Linked DNA regions of Rattus norvegicus: region 1 is linked to region 2. Evidence: chromatin contacts called from public HiChIP or PLAC-seq data. All regions are on one chromosome and are shown on one strand. The core of a region is the stretch at or near the end of the contact, and the rest is flanking DNA. Distances in the headings are between cores, read along the strand shown.

Region 1 (2,834 bases), core at 172-2,671, 140 kb before region 2:
TTCCTGTTTCTATTGAGAACAATGTTGAAGACGCCTTTGCAGCTGGAGGTGAAGCCCCCTCTCGCTCCCCAGGCCAACTTCTGGGATCTCCCACATCATTACACAGGTCTCTCATAGTGGAGTCTCCCTGTCCCTTTCCTCCCAGAAGGAACTGAGGAAGTCCTTGTTCTTTCTAGCCCACAGCCTTGGTATCTGAGGAGATAATGACTTCCACACGCTCCTTAGAAATGCCACACCTCCCAGATTTGACTTCTCATACCATTCACCAGCCTCCGGATGCAGACTCACCCAGAGCTCCTCTGTAGCAGTGAAGGGGAGGTTCATCTGTTCCACATACAGAACGCAAAGATGCTACCAAATGCCTGCGTTGCTGGACTAGGGCTGCCTTCCTGGCTTTTCATATCTTCTGTCCTTTACCTTCCCAACTGCTTCTACCTGTCTTGCTGAGACTCTTGTAGCCTTCTCTGGGTTGCAGGTGTGTCACAATGTTGCCATCTACAACATTCACATCATCTACAAACCACACTGGACAACTATATAATCACACCATCAAAAACAAAAACAAAAAACCAAAAAACAAAAAACAAAAAACAAACAAACAAACAAACAAACAAAAAAGATCACGCTGGGAGGTGGTGGTGCACTCATTTAATCCCAGCAGAGGCAGCCAGATCTCTGAATTTGAGGCCAGGCTGATCTATAGAGCAAGTTCCAGGACAGCCAAGACTACACAGAGAAAACCTGTGTCGAAAAACAAACAAACAAAAATTGCTATAAAGTTACAAAGTATCAATGTTTGAAGTAAGTTTAGGATGTGTTGGGCCAAATTCATAGCTATTGTGGGGCCGGGGTGGTATATGAAGCAGCCAGAGGGCAGCAAGTCCGACTTGCCTGGCTCAGCACCTCCAGGCTTTGGTCCCTGCAAGGAGCTTCAAATATAAGAGTCATCTGTGTTCTAATTCTTTCTTGGTCACAACGTCCTTGCAGCCTCTACAGCAGACAGAGCAGGCTGTTGCTTCCTCTGGGAGCTTGGATGTGAGCTTGGCGAGATTCTGTCTTATCCACTAAGGTTGCTGAATTCTTAAAGCCTTGCTTCCTCACCTAGAACTATAGGCGGTTAGTCCTAGGACCCTGAGCTGTTAGCTTTCAAGGGGCCACTTCTCGTTTTTTTTTCCTGCTCCCCCCTCCCTAATCCTTTCCCCTTGCTTCTCTCTTGGTTGTAGCTGCCATGGGATGAGGAGCTGAGGGGGGTGGGGGGGACACACCAGGGACAAAACAGGACCATCAGCTGGGCCAGTTGCTAAAGGGGCGGGAGGGGAGGAGTCCTCAGGGATCCAGTTTCAACAAACGTTTCTTTCCCCAGAAGGGGAAGGCGGGAGTGAGGGGGAGAGGGACCTATTTAAAGCTACCCTGTTGCTCTGGCTCTCTCTGCCTGTCTGCCAGGGTCTCCAGCTGCCCCAGACAGGCGGTGTGGTCTTGGGATCCTCCTGGTGACCTTTCCAGCCTAGGTCCCCTCAGCCACTCTGCCCCAAGATGGGTCGTGGGGTGAGTATCTTCCCCAAGATCAGGGGCCACTCTCTGGAGGGTGGAGTAGAAATGGGATGTGGAGAGGGTGAGAGACGCTGACTGAACTGCGTGGGATGGTTTGAACTTGGAACTTGTCTCCCGACTTCACATGCATGTGGATTCATTTCATGGTGCTCAAGAACCTAAAGACTGTCAGGTTCTGCAGCCACCCTGCTCTCTGCCTCTCCCACAAGGAGCCCAGAAACCACCCAAGTGCCCTTCCAGACCTCCCCCGCTCTCCACCCCCTCATCTTCTCTCCCCAGATCCCTCCTCTTTCTCCACAGCTCCTAGCTTCCCAGCTGAAGGGACTTTGGCATTGTTCGTTCGCTGCTGTCCTTGTTACACACCGAAAATATCTATTGCTCTGAGGTCCTTAGCCCAAGAGCACAGGGGCCAGCCTGGGGTCGGGAAGGAGCTGTGAAACACCACACTCCTGGAGCCACCTAGCAGTTTATTACACCAGCTCTCAGAGCAGGGCATGCCAGAGTCAACTGGGAGAGACGGAGCAAAGATGTATCCCCAGCCCTCACCCCAGCACCCCTCCAGATGTCCCCAGCAACACTGTCCTGGGCTCCAGGCCATAGGCTTTGGGGACCTTTCCAAAGGCTGCTGAGAACTGCCCCTGCCCATGGCATTCTGAAGCAATGGATCTGCCAATGAAAAGATTAACAGTCATGTCTGGGCGAGCGAGTACAAGGCTTCCCAATTCTTAGAAATGAAATTCCCATATGAAGCAAAGGGACCCCGAACCCTTTACATACTGTGCTTGGCAGCCTTCCTTCTGTGGAACACTGGCGAAAGAGGGCATGGAGGGAAAGGGCTTGACAGGCCATTGCAAAATGTGAGGAAGACAGTGCCACAGGGGGGCTGTGGGCCAACTTCTGGGTCCAAGGAAGAGTCAGGCAAGGACATGTTGTTGCACTACGCTGAACAGCTGGAAAAAACTCTGATCCTGGACACCAGGGGTCCAGAGCTGGGGTGGGAACTGGAAATAGAAGAGTGTTGCGCTCCTATGCATACGTGCATCTGTGTGTGTGTGTGTGTGTGTGTGTGTGTGTGTGTGTGTGTGTGTGTGTGTGTGTGTGAGTGTGTATGTGTCCACAGCCTCACAACAGCATGTTCTCAGAAGGCGAATTTGCAAATGAAGAAAGAGCCTTTGAGCATACAGGGTCATGAGTGGTGGAGGGTAAGGTGAGGGCTGTGAGCCCACCCTCAGGAACTCTCTATGGTCAATGGGCTTCCCTGAGGAAGAGGCTTAATCAAAATA
Region 2 (3,072 bases), core at 369-2,868:
CCACTATGTTTTGAAAATTTGTGCCTCTGAGACTAACTGGACTTAAGGCATCAACTAAATGGAGGCTCACTCACTGCTCCTAACTTCTGGTCAGGAGTAGTTAATTACTCTCCAGATGGCAAGGATGATAACTTTTGGGTTTGGGAGAAGAGATCTGACTTGACAAAAGGCTAAACAGAATTCAGGGAAATCAATCCTCAATTTTTAACAGTCTAAGACATGACCCACACGAAGACAAACTACAATGCAAATAAAGGAAGGAATGAAAAAGAGGCAGAGTGCTCACTCTAGGCTTAAACCATTTGAAGACACACAGCCATAGTACAGGGCAGCAGGTCGAAACACAGCCAATTAAATTTTGTAAGTAATTTAACCAAAATTATAACAAAGCTGTGAACAATATCCAAACTTTTGGAAACGGGGGTAAAACTGTTGAGTTTAGTGGTCTGCACTTACACATCAAGAACAGGTCTTGAATTGAGGAATTAAATGCCTTCAAAGCCACTCACCTTGCTGTTTTTATCGCCGACCGAAGTCTGGCCCACGATCCTGAGAAAACTGGTCTGAAGGTTCGCTGAAGAACTGAGAAAAGTTAAAGTTTACATGGCAAAGGTGTCTCTTCCGAACGTACCCAAAATATTTATGACCACGCTTTACTATTTTTTTTGTCTCCTCAGAACTATTTAAAACCAAAATAACTTACCGAATTCAATTCTGACTACTGAACAAAACCCATGCCAGTAATGGAAACACAAAGGATTAACACAAGATTTAAACGCCAGGCAAATTATCTCCCAGCTCCACCAACACTAAAAAGTCACTTATGAGGAAAACCTGCATCTTTTCAACTCTAAACCAAACCACCCCTCTCGACAAACTACAGAGCAGTGGGGGAGGGGAGAATCCGGGGGAGAATGTGATAGCTCTAGTGCGGGTTTGTTTACAGACTACACCAACAATCATGAGTCAGAAATTCAAGCCACCAGATGCTTTCCAACTAATAAGGACCAAGCGGGACCGTTCTAAGGTGTCCTAAAAGATTTCGGGACAGGGGCAGGTACGCTAAGAGAACTAGATCACAAAGCACTCAAGAACAGGCTGCCAGTTTCTTGGACCTCGGCCTTCCGTACGAGGTGCTGGGCCTGAGAACTTGGGATGGGGGAAGGGGCACATTGCGCGGTGGCCCTGAAGTGACTAGGAGACACAGACAGAGCCGGGTCCCCAAATTATAAAGGAAGAAGAAATGAGAGTTTACGAATAGGTCACCGGACGAACAAGAAGTCCCTGTGAATCATGGGGGTGCCCTAGGGGGCAACCCAGACTGACCCGGGCAAAGGACAGGTAGTCCTCCCAGCACTGACGCGGGTGAAGGGGAATAAGACCTAAAGTCTGGGAGTTTTAGGAAAGGGATCGGGCCTGTCCTGCGGGAGAGCAGTCAGGGAGAGGGGAAACAGGCCGAGCCGGACTAAACACGGACCCGGTAGGTCAAGGGGAGGGCGTCCGGCTGGGGCAGTTACAAGCACGGGAGCTGGCGAGGCCCGGCAGCCCGCTTCCCATCTAGGGTCATCCTTCTGCCAGCGGATGCTCCAACTGTTCCAGGCCCAGCCGCCCCGTCCACTGCCGCCACCAACGCCGCCGCCATCTTACACTGGCCAGCGGCAGCCACCACCACCGTCTCGGGTCTCCGCGCCTGCGCCTGCGCCGTCACGCTTTCCGGCGGGGTTTGCGACGCTGTGCTGGAGGCGACTGAGCGAGAGCGGTCCCGCGAGCTCTGGGCTCCCAACCCTCCTGGTGGCCGCACAGGGGGCGGAGCCTAAGGCCAACCGAAGCAGCGAGGGGCGCGTGCGCGGGGCGGAGGAGTCAAGTTGTTTTCGTAGTTTCAGAGTGATGGCTTTTCTCCTGGTATTCAAAACACATGCGATTTAGGGGCTCCTTAGCGTTGTGATGGAAAACGAACCTCACTCATTCCAAAGGGACTGGCAGGCAAACTACTAGTCCTCTATGCCTGAGGTTCTAAATCTTGCCACAATTTTTTTCTTGTTTAAAAAAGAAACAAGGGGCTGGGTATTTAGCTCAGTGGTAGAGCGCTTACCTAGGAAGCGCAAGGCCCTGGGTTCGGTCCCCAGCTCCGAAAAAAAGAACCACAAAAAAAAAAAAAAAAAAAAAAAAAAGAAACAAAGCAAAACCCCTTTCCCCTTTGAGGCTCAAGACTGCACTTCCTTCAGTGGTTTAAGAGGCCTTCTGTCGAGGGTCACTTCTGCCTGACAGCACCCATTTGTCCATTTGTTTAAAAGAGCCTTAGTAGGTTTGGGGATGTTGGCCAAGTGTTGGAATGCTTCCTAAGGGTCTAAAAAGTTTGGAAAGTTTGACCCCAGACCTGGGGGTGAGAGTGAGACAGCATAGAAACTGGATTTATTTATTCATTTGAAACAGGGTCCTTCTACACAACTTTGGCTGTCCTGGAACGGTATAGATCTCATAAAGATCACCCACTTGCCTCTGCCTCCCAGGTGCTGGGATTAGGATTAAAGGCGCTCAACACCGAAGAGTTTAATTTTTAAAATTAGCATACAAACTAATAGATTACAAAGTAGCACTCAGGAGGCTGAGGCAGGATATACAGTAAGTTCTGGGCTAGAATACGTCCTTCCCCCACCTCCAAAACACACACACACACACACACACACACACACACACACACACACACACACACACACACCCCATACACACAAAACAAAATAGGTTTCCATGTGGCATTTTCATACATATATGTGTCAATACCTGGTTATTCCTGGTCCCCTCCCACTCATTTTCCCCTTCTTGTTGGTTACCTTCCTCCAATAATTACCATTAGCTTTTGTGATTAGGGTTTACTCCATTCTCTTTTCTTAGCTCCCCTTCCACTCTTTATATATCTCTTCCTTGCCTCTCAGTCTTCCTACTTCTTTGTTAAATATGAATAAGTATGTGTAATTAAGATATCTGTACACGTAAATTTAAACCCAGATTCTGCATATGGGAGAGGACATGTCATGCTTATCTTTCTGAGGGTAATTTATGTTGCTTATAATC

What was found. HiChIP or PLAC-seq counts read pairs in DNA pulled down with a chosen protein or histone mark.
Region 1: an H3K27ac HiChIP or PLAC-seq map of oligodendrocytes shows a contact between it and region 2, with 5 times the contacts expected there. The contact joins the promoter of Atp1a2 here to the promoter of Dcaf8 in region 2. A contact is called at or near these places in 1 of 12 Hi-C or Micro-C datasets (hepatocytes) and 1 of 1 datasets of contacts at active chromatin or transcription factors (oligodendrocytes).

The regions. Positions count from the first base shown.
Region 1 is chr13:87,285,498-87,288,331 of GRCr8, reverse strand. It overlaps Atp1a2 (ATPase Na+/K+ transporting subunit alpha 2), which reads left to right and starts at 1,421. Exons shown (of 23, transcript NM_012505.2): 1 at 1,421-1,545. The coding sequence starts at 1,534. It also overlaps a transcript of Igsf8 not described here.
Region 2 is chr13:87,141,217-87,144,288 of GRCr8, reverse strand. It overlaps Dcaf8 (DDB1 and CUL4 associated factor 8), which reads right to left and starts at 1,618. Exons shown (of 14, transcript NM_001014231.1): 1 at 1,478-1,618; 2 at 510-582.